Linked DNA regions of Zea mays: all the other regions are linked to region 1. The links are chromatin contacts, called in public Hi-C maps. All regions are on one chromosome and are shown on one strand. The core of a region is the stretch at or near the end of the contact, and the rest is flanking DNA. Distances in the headings are between cores, read along the strand shown.

Region 1 (3,050 bases), core at 306-2,805:
CCAACAAGGTTAAACAAATCCCTGCACAATCATAGAAGCATAAGATGGAATTATATAGGGATCCACGCTTAACATCGAGGTATAAGTACAATTATCGAGACATGATATAAATCACATGCAAGGAGCCCAAGACATGTGAAATAATATAATCGCATCCAGTTCCAAGGAGCATAAGACATCTGAAACAGCATACCCAACAATCCAGGTCATAAGAAAAGCGACAGAGAGTCCTTCTGTTGACTTCTGTCTGTAATTTGTCATTATCTGTGGCACCTCGGCGAAGCCCCAGCTTATGACACTGATTAGCCCAAGTGCCAGGGCAGCACCTTCCTTCTGGCTGCACAAGCAGTACCTCAAGTAGATTCGGGCCCATTCTGCGCAGTGCCGGGTCGCTGGGCAGCTTGCAGGAGGTGCTCCACCGAGAACACCCATACCTGCAACAGACCTGAGGCACAAATTGCGTATCTTTATTAAGCATTATCATGCTGCTCTCTGTACAGGAAACAGCTAGAGTCAAATTTGCATTACGTATCTTTTTTTTTTATTTCTCTATTCAACACAAAAAGATGGAACCAACAATGGAACAAACTGCTTCAATTCAACCTTTCAGAAAAGTGAAGCATAAATTATCAACTGGCGTGCTCAACTAAGCTAAATAACAAATGGGGTCAAAACAGAATATACGGACGGGCACGAATCTCTCACGTGGTCCTCAGTTCCCCATCAGGGGTAGGAGGACTAGTGTCTGAAAGGATGCACCAACAACTGACACATTTTGAATTCAAATCCTCCAAACTGCAGCCTATGTATCAACGCCTCCGAATCGACTGCAGCCTATGTATCAACGCCTCCGAATCGACTCTGGCAACGAAGGATCGACACGGATTAACTGATACTAGTAGATTTGTTGGAACATGAAAAGTGGTGAGGTTGCCTCTCTTTTTTTTCAAAAATATGTATCAACGCCACTGGTCCCAGCCCCAGATTCGAGGATAATAACAGACAACCAAAATTGAGAGTGGCAAAATAGCAAATTTTTCAGATTCGAGGTGGTTTGAACAAACCGTACGGGACGGCCTAGCGTCATCGTCCTTCCTGTAAATAAAAAAAATAAACGAAAGAAAAAAAAGAAGGATAATTCAAACTGAGCGCACCAACCCGGGCAGGCTTAACCTGTCAGAGCGTCATCGCCAAGAAGAACACGTCCCGAAAATCTCCCCAATGCGGTAAAACCGAACGCGCAGGCACACTCCCGGTCCCGGCAGCACCGACAAAACCAATCTCGCCGGCGGGACGAAGCAAAGCAACAGACGAGAATTTGGCAAGCGGGAGTAGGAACAGGGACGAGGAGGCTGGTACCACGTACCGAGACGGGGACAGGGGGAGACGAGGCGGGGCAGGGCAGGGGAGGTTCGAAGACCTGGTGCCAGAGCGGCTCTTCCTTCTCCGGAGCCCGAGGACGATGGAGCTGGGGAGAAAACGACGGGAAGGAAGGCGGGTTCGAGGAGGGCGGAATCGAAGCCTAGACGGGGAGGTCTGGGGGAGGGGAAGAGGCGTCGACGCGATCTTTATTTACCAGCCGCCGCTCTTGCCCTTCCCTCGAGAGGCCCTTCTCTTTCGGGGGGGGTTGCGCTGCGCCGCGTGGCTGCCCGCTACTGGTCACCGCTGCGGTATTACCCTGGCCGGGGCCCCGCCCGTTAGACCTCGCCTCGTGGGACAGGCTCGGACTCCTGCGGTCCTGCCGCAGATGGCTCGCGCTGCGCGGCTGCGCCACGTATGTGGCACGTAACCTCCGGCCGGGCGTCGACGCGTTTCTGGGTGTGGACGTGGCAGTGGCAGTGGCAGTGGCACAGGCACGCTGCACGCACGTCCGAATTTTTTGTATTTTAGCCCCTAAACCGAAGTAAATTCACGTTTAGACCTAAAAAAATTTTAAATGCAGTTTTGGACCCTTTGCTCGGCGCCATAGGCCGTGGCGCCGAGCTAACACAGCTCGGCGCCACAGCCTATGGCGCCGAGCTGTGACGTGGCCGCAACGGCTAGTTGCGTCCAGGGCTTACCTGGCTCTGACGTGGCGGCGGCGCGGCCTCGTAGCTCGGCGCCACAGATCTTGGCGCCGAGCTACGAATGCCTATAAAAACGCCCGCGCGGCTGGCCGAGAGCAGCTCATTTCATCCCATTTCCAAACTTCGTCAAAAATTGCTGGATTCAAAGATTTGAGTTGGTTCACTTCGTAGGCCAAGGTATGATTTCCAACTGATTCGTTTTGTATATTGGGTTGTTAGTTAAATAATTTGTATACACCTATTATATTATTATTTCGAATATTATAATAGGTATTCGTTTGTGTAGACTTATTATAAAGCATAATAGGTACAAGTGATAATTATAATCGTTTATTAGATGAAAGACATGTACCGAGAGGCGTTGTGGCAGAAGAGAGGTCGTTCTCGAGATTTATATCCGGACGTATCTAGTAAGGATGCTCCTGTTCCTCCTGAACTCCCCGTGCCTAACTGTGACTGTGGCAGACTGGCTTGGGTACATCAATCACAACATCCAGACACGGCTGCTCGCTGCTACTACCTTTGTGGCACTTTGGACGTACGTAGCTTATGACTTGTCACTTAACTTTGTTCGCATTCATTTTTTTGTAGATATGTAATAGTGCATCTTTCCATTATTTTAGGGACATCAGAAGTGTTTCTTTTTCCAGTGGATCGATGGTCCTGATAAATTTGACCCTCGATATCTTCTTTTCGTTAATTGGTTGAGTGGAAAGACAAGTCATGAGCGTTTTAAGCGTTGGGTACCTCCTCCCCCGAATCCTCCACCAATGACGGATGCAGAGAAGGAGGTAGCAACAGAAAGACGGATGGACTCACCGCCTCGATGCGATTGTGGAGACCGTGCTGTCATCGACGAAGACTATGACAAGCAGTTCTGTTGTCCGAACATTGATTATGTGAGCCCATTGATACGCTAAATATATGAACTAGTTTTTATTTACAATAAATTACTAATTTTTTCTCCTGCAGCCATACGGGTGG
Region 2 (3,050 bases), core at 210-2,709, 270 kb before region 1:
GCAAAGAACTGAAGCAATTTCTGCGGATCGATATCTGCACCAACATTGCTGACAAATATCTTTCGTTGTGTATACTCTGACACTGGTGGCAACTGCAATTGAACCGGGGCTGGTGCAGCGCTGTTGGGCGCACCACCAGGGACAGGGCCAACAGAGGCGAGCTGGCAGGCGGTGCTGCGGTTACCAATCTTCTTCTGGGGCTCGCGTAGTGCAGCTCGGGCGCCGGAGCGGTGACGGAAGAGGATGAACCCGTACCCCTTGCACTTGCCCGTGTTGCGGTCGGTGACGACCTTGAGATCCTCTATCTCGCCGTATGGGCCGAAGGCCTCGGTGAGGGTGTCGGTTGTGGTGTCCCAGCCGAGGCCGTGTACGAAGATCTTCCGCTGAGCCGGGTCGGCGTCGGCCACGCGCCGGATGGTGGTTAGCACGTCGCCGTGAGCGATGGCAGCGTCGCGTAACAGCTCGACGAGCTGGTCCTTGGGGAACGAATCCAGCAGCGCCTGGATCGAAGCCTGGTCGCTCTCGCCTTCTTCTTCCTCTTCCACTTCCACTTCCTCCTCGACCTCCACCTCCTCGATTTCCTCTACATCCTCGCCGCCTGCCCCCTGCGGCAGCTTCTCCATCGTAGCCTCGACGGGGGCGAGGACCTCGGATAGACCAGCGGCCTTAGCGGTGGCAGACCTGGTGGTCGGGGAGGCCTTAACCGGCGTGAACCCTGCCGCCGATTTGGGCTCGAGCTTCCGCTTCTTGCCCATAGCAACGGCGATACGGCGTGGGAAGACGGGAATTGCGTCGTGCTAGGGTTTCGATGGAGAGGAGATTGGGGAACGAGGGGAAGACTTTTGCCGTTTCATATAGCTGAAGTAGGCAAGTAGCTAACGCGGCGTCGGACGGGCTGTCTGTGCATCATGTGACCTGGACCTGAATAATGTAAGAAAGGCCCACCAACAGAATTGGCGGTTGGTTTTTCTTCCTCTTCCAAGGCTTTCTCCAACAGTGAAAGCAAATGAAAAAAAAGTTAATTAGTTATGTGTTATTATATACTTTTTCTGGTTTTGATATCTGCCATTGAAATTTTTTAGCAACCATTAAATTTTTTATATTTGGAATACGTCATTTTATACTGATCTTACCTTCTCCAACAGGCTGCCGAGCCTGCCCATCACCCATCAGAGCACTTGCTGTCATCCCAACTATCTCTCCGTGTACACCCCAGTCATTAGTCATTACAGACCTTGCTCCTAAAAATTATTCAATAGGAACACTGAATACTGCAAGATTATGAAGTAATAGTGGATCGTTTATCTGTAAAAAAAATCACTCACAACTGCAAAAAAGCAGCCATTCACAACTGCAAAAAAAAAAACAATTACCGACAACCACAAGGCCACAACCCTCCAATCGTATATTCGTATGGCTGCCGTGACGGGGTCTGTCGTGTCTCGTAGGAGTGACGGGGTCTGTCGTGTCTCGACCCGACCTCCCTCCCTCCCTCCTTCCGTTCCGATCTAAACCCGCCGAAACCCTAATCCTCATGCCCGCCGCCATGGGCACCCCCATCCTGACCCTCCCCGCACCGGATGGCAACGGCACCGGTGGCGGCGACGCCAACCAGCAGCTGCTGCAGGCGCCGCCAAAGCCTCCCCCTCCCGGCGCGAAGACGGACCCCCCGGCGACGGTGGCCACCCACACGCGCACCATCGGCATCATCCACCCTCCGCCCGACATCCGCGTCATTATCGAGAAGACGGCTACCTTCGTCGCCAAGAACGGACCCGAGTTCGAGCGCCGCATCATCTCCCTCAACCAGGGCAACGCCAAATTCAACTTCCTCCAGCCCTCGGATCCCTACCACGCCTACTACCAGCACCGCGTTTCCGAGATAGCCGCTACGCCGCCCAGCGCGGACGGCCTCTCGGGCGCGGAGACTGACACGGCTCCCGCCGAAGCGCCAGCGTCGACCCCGGCCGACGGCGCCGCCGCCGTACCCGCAGATGGCGCCGCTGTGGACACAAAGGCCGACCACTCCGCGCCCTTCCGCGTGGTGCCGCCGCCCAAGGTGCTGGTGCCACCCAAGGCGGAGCTGTACACGGTGCGGCTGCCCGAGGGTATCACAGGGGAGGAGCTAGACATCATCAAGCTGACCGCCCAATTTGTGGCGCGGAACGGGAAGAACTTCCTGACGAGCCTGGCACAGCGCGAGAGCAACAACATGCAGTTCCACTTCATCCGGCCCACGCACAGCATGTTCCCCTTCTTTACGGAGCTCACAGATGCGTACTCCAGGGTGCTGAGGCCGGCAGAGGGGGTGCCTGCACTGCTAAAAGAGCTGAGGGAGGGGTCAAAGGACCTGACTACAGTGTTGGAGAGATGCTTGAACCGGTTGGAGTGGGATCGGTCGCAGGAGCAGGCAAGGCAGCAGGCAGAGGATGAGGTTGAGCAGGAACGGATGCAAATGTCAATGATTGATTGGCATGATTTTGTTGTTGTGGAGACCATTGAATTTGCAGATGATGAGTATGAAGGGCTTCCTGTGCCACTTACATTGGAGGAATTGAAGCGTCAGAAGAGGATGGAGAACTTGGGAGAGGAGGAAGCCATGGATTTGACTGAACCTGCTAAGGAGGTTGAGATGGAGATGGATGAAGAGGAGATGCAACTTGTTGAAGAAGGAATGCGGGCAGCACAGCTTGAGGAGAATGATGGAGGATCACAAGTTAATGTTGCTGGTGATGACGAGACACCTATGAGGATTGTCAAGAACTACAAGAGGCCTGAGGAGAGGATTCCTGCCGAGAGAGACCCAACTAAGTTTGTTGTCTCACCGATAACTGGAGAGCTCATTCCCATCAGCGAGATGGAGGAACACATGCGCATCTCACTCATTGATCCCAAGTACAAGGAGCAGAAAGAGAGGATGTTGGCTAAGATCAAGGAAACTACCCTTGCACCTGATGATGAAATTTCACGGAACATTGTTGGTCTTGCTCGCACTCGCCCTGATATTTTTGGGACTACTGAGGAGGAGGTGTCTAACGCCGTCAAGGCAG
Region 3 (3,050 bases), core at 377-2,876, 260 kb after region 1:
TACGAAATGCTGACCTCCGAAGCGCGAGTCTGAGACAGAACACCAATTTTTGAATGATAAAAGCAGAAGGAGACAGTAAGAAATCGTTTTTACCGGATTACCCAGAAAGCACTTCCTGTTACAAACAAAGACCGCAAGCTGGACCTAGGATCTTTGGGCCGATTATTTCAAAATCAACCCAAAGATCGGGGGCTTGTGGGGGACAGATATCCCCCGGGTCCACTGGAAGGATAAAAGACCTCACGAAAGGCCCAAGGGCCCAATAAATCGTAAGGTCATCCCTTCGTGGGCCTGGGGAGGAACGACCAGTGAAGCAGATTGACGTAAGGCCGGATCGGTGCGAGTCCAGACGGCCCAATGACTTTGAGAGAGTAATCACAACAGTGACCCGACCTTCCCGTGCTGGAACCCCGTACAACGGAACCAAGCGAGGATGGGTCGGCGGAACTATAGGAAGATAGACTCAATTGGTTCACTATCATTTAGGCGCATACTGTTATCATATCCGCATGTAATGCCCCACGGTCGAGTATATAAGGCCTAGGGGGCACCCCTTCAGAACGATCGAACTCGCTACTCAGCCATCCACCTCAACTCTCTACGTTTCCCGCACTAGAGAGCCCCCTTGTAACCAGTCACATAAAGCATTCTCGCCAGGACGTAGGGTATTACACATCTCAAAACGACCCGAACCTGTAAACCATTGTTTATTATTTCTCGTGCATCCGACACGAACTATTGAGCTACAGTCGGAAACACCATCCTACTCCTAAAAAAACACCTTGAGGGGCAACTCCGGGTGTGCGGTCGGACCCAAAACACCGACAGTGACGATGATTGCATCGCGTGTGGATAGTTGAGTAGATTGGGAAGGGAAGGGTGAGCGGGAGATGCACAACAATCTCTTTAAGGATGGATGGATAAAGATAGATTAAAAACAAATCTAATTAAGGTAAAAGTGAATAGAGATAGATTAAAAATAGATCTATGTATGAGGTAGAAAAGTGTGTGACACAGGATGACGCAGGGTTGAAACCAATACTTTATAGTTGTGGAGATGGAGATGGAGAAAAGATAGCTTATGCTCCATTTGGATGTTTGTATTTGAGGATAAGGAATTGAACTGGATTCAATATCATATCAATTATGGTACTGACGTTTGACTTTAATTCATACCGGCTTCTACTATTTCTACAACGTTTTTGTCTCTACGGATTACAGCTGCAGCAGTCCAAACAACCGTCTTTAATCAGTAATTTCAATTCTATTGTTTAGATGTCATTGAAATAGAGTTTGGAATTGTGCGGTCTAATTTCTCACAATACAGAGGGGTGATGCTCTATATTAGAAGAGTGATATTTTCAGAGAATTGAGTCTATGATTCTAAATCTCAATTTTATGCGCAAACAAACAACAGAATTTTAGGTGATTCAGTATCTATATCCAGATAGGATATTAAAGTGGCCGAAGGATAAAATTGCGGTCCAAAAGTGGATAGCATCTCGCGGGCTGTCCACGACAAACCCAGCCAAGCCAATACTGGGCTGACCCAGTGCGGTTCGGTTCGGTTCTGTTCTGTTCTGTTCTGTCTTTCTCCGAATAAAAGCCTGCTTCCAGCCCACGCCTGTACTCCGAACCGGCCCAGCGGTGGCCAAACCGGCCCGGGCACAACTACAAGGCGTGCGGTCGAAGAAAGAAATTGATGAAACGGCGGCTGAGGCCGCAAGCTTCTCACTGGCCGCAAGCAAACCGAACGAACCCAACCGAAGCGAGAGCTGAGCAAGGCAGAGGCGTCGTGACCGGCGATGGAGCGGCTGCAGCGGATCTTTGGCGCCTCCGGCATGGGGCAGCCGCCGACGGACTCGCCGCTGCTCGATTCCTCCGAGCAGGTCTACATCTCCTCCCTAGCGCTTCTCAAGATGCTCAAGCACGGTGCGTGGATCCTCCTTCCCTCCCCCGGAATCTAGGGTTAGGGTTCGTCCCTGTTTTCCTTTGCTTTCGCTCGCGCTCGGGGTCTGATGCGTCGTTTCGGTTGCAGGGAGGGCTGGGGTGCCCATGGAGGTCATGGGCCTCATGCTCGGCGAGTTCGTTGACGACTACACCGTCAGGGTCGTCGACGTCTTCGCCATGCCGCAGAGCGGGACTGGTGTCAGCGTCGAGGCCGTCGACCACGTCTTCCAGACAAACATGCTTGACATGCTTAAGCAGACCGGCAGGTAGGGATCGACTGATGATTCTCTCAGTGGATCTGTAATGCATTCTTTTTTTTTTCGTCCATCTCTTTGTTTTATTAGTTCACATTGATTGCTTGATTTGCCCGTACTACTTAGTCAAATTGTGTAGGATCATGCTATTGAATTGCACTGAGGTCCACACATGTGTCTGTTGGTTGCAATGTTGTTCCTTGTTTGGATTAAACCGAGGTTGTTTTGCTGCTTGTACATGGTAATTTTGAAGTAGCACCTTAAGTTCATAATCTGTGCTCCTTAGATGAAATTTTTAGGGCAACAATTGACACCGGTAATGTCACTACTAATGGTACTATTTTGTTTCAAATTATAAGTCGTTCCAACTTTCGTGGAAAGTCAAAACATCTCAAGTTTGCCAAAATTATAGAGAGCATTACAAAGATTTATAACATCAAATAGGTATATTGTGAAAATATGATTAATAAAGAATGTAATGATACTTATTTGGTACGGGCAAATCATTTGTCGGTTCTGTGGAAAACCCACTAGCATTCATAGTATTAATCAATATTGTTTTAACTCAGTTATATTCTGTAGGAAAACAAATATGTGATATTTCCCCCCTTTTGCAGGCCAGAAATGGTTGTAGGTTGGTATCACTCACATCCTGGCTTCGGATGCTGGCTATCAGGCGTCGATATCAATACTCAGCAGGTCTATGCAAATCCACTTGTTCTCTAAAAGGGATCTTTTGGAATGGTCTATCAAAACAGGATAGCTGCTGTCATTGCACTGTACTATATGTCATGTCAACGTCATTATAAACACTGATGTGTTTTTTAATAAAGCATGGATATGATA

The links. A called contact is a pair of places that touch in the nucleus more often than the background predicts.
Region 2: a Hi-C map of ear shows a contact between it and region 1, with 2.2 times the contacts expected there. The contact joins the promoter of LOC100383468 here to the promoter of LOC100304285 in region 1. A contact is called at or near these places in 3 of 25 Hi-C or Micro-C datasets (ear, leaf and tassel).
Region 3: a Hi-C map of ear shows a contact between it and region 1, with 4 times the contacts expected there. The contact joins the promoter of LOC103649975 here to the promoter of LOC100304285 in region 1. A contact is called at or near these places in 4 of 25 Hi-C or Micro-C datasets (bundle sheath, ear, leaf and 1 more).

The regions. Positions count from the first base shown.
Region 1 is chr3:39,233,653-39,236,702 of Zm-B73-REFERENCE-NAM-5.0, reverse strand. LOC100304285 (PQ-loop repeat family protein / transmembrane family protein) reads right to left here and starts at 1,555. Exons shown (of 14, transcript NM_001165727.1): 1 at 1,367-1,555; 2 at 194-445; 3 at 1-21. The coding sequence starts at 432.
Region 2 is chr3:39,499,409-39,502,458 of Zm-B73-REFERENCE-NAM-5.0, reverse strand. It overlaps LOC100383468 (putative splicing factor 3A subunit 1), which reads left to right and starts at 1,459. Exons shown (of 2, transcript NM_001176116.1): 1 at 1,459-3,050. The coding sequence starts at 1,535. It overlaps LOC100283567, which reads right to left and starts at 932. Exons shown (of 2, transcript NM_001371947.1): 1 at 1-932. The coding sequence starts at 755.
Region 3 is chr3:38,976,914-38,979,963 of Zm-B73-REFERENCE-NAM-5.0, reverse strand. It overlaps LOC103649975 (26S proteasome non-ATPase regulatory subunit 14 homolog), which reads left to right and starts at 1,626. Exons shown (of 6, transcript XM_008675667.3): 1 at 1,626-1,932; 2 at 2,039-2,216; 3 at 2,822-2,903. The coding sequence starts at 1,806.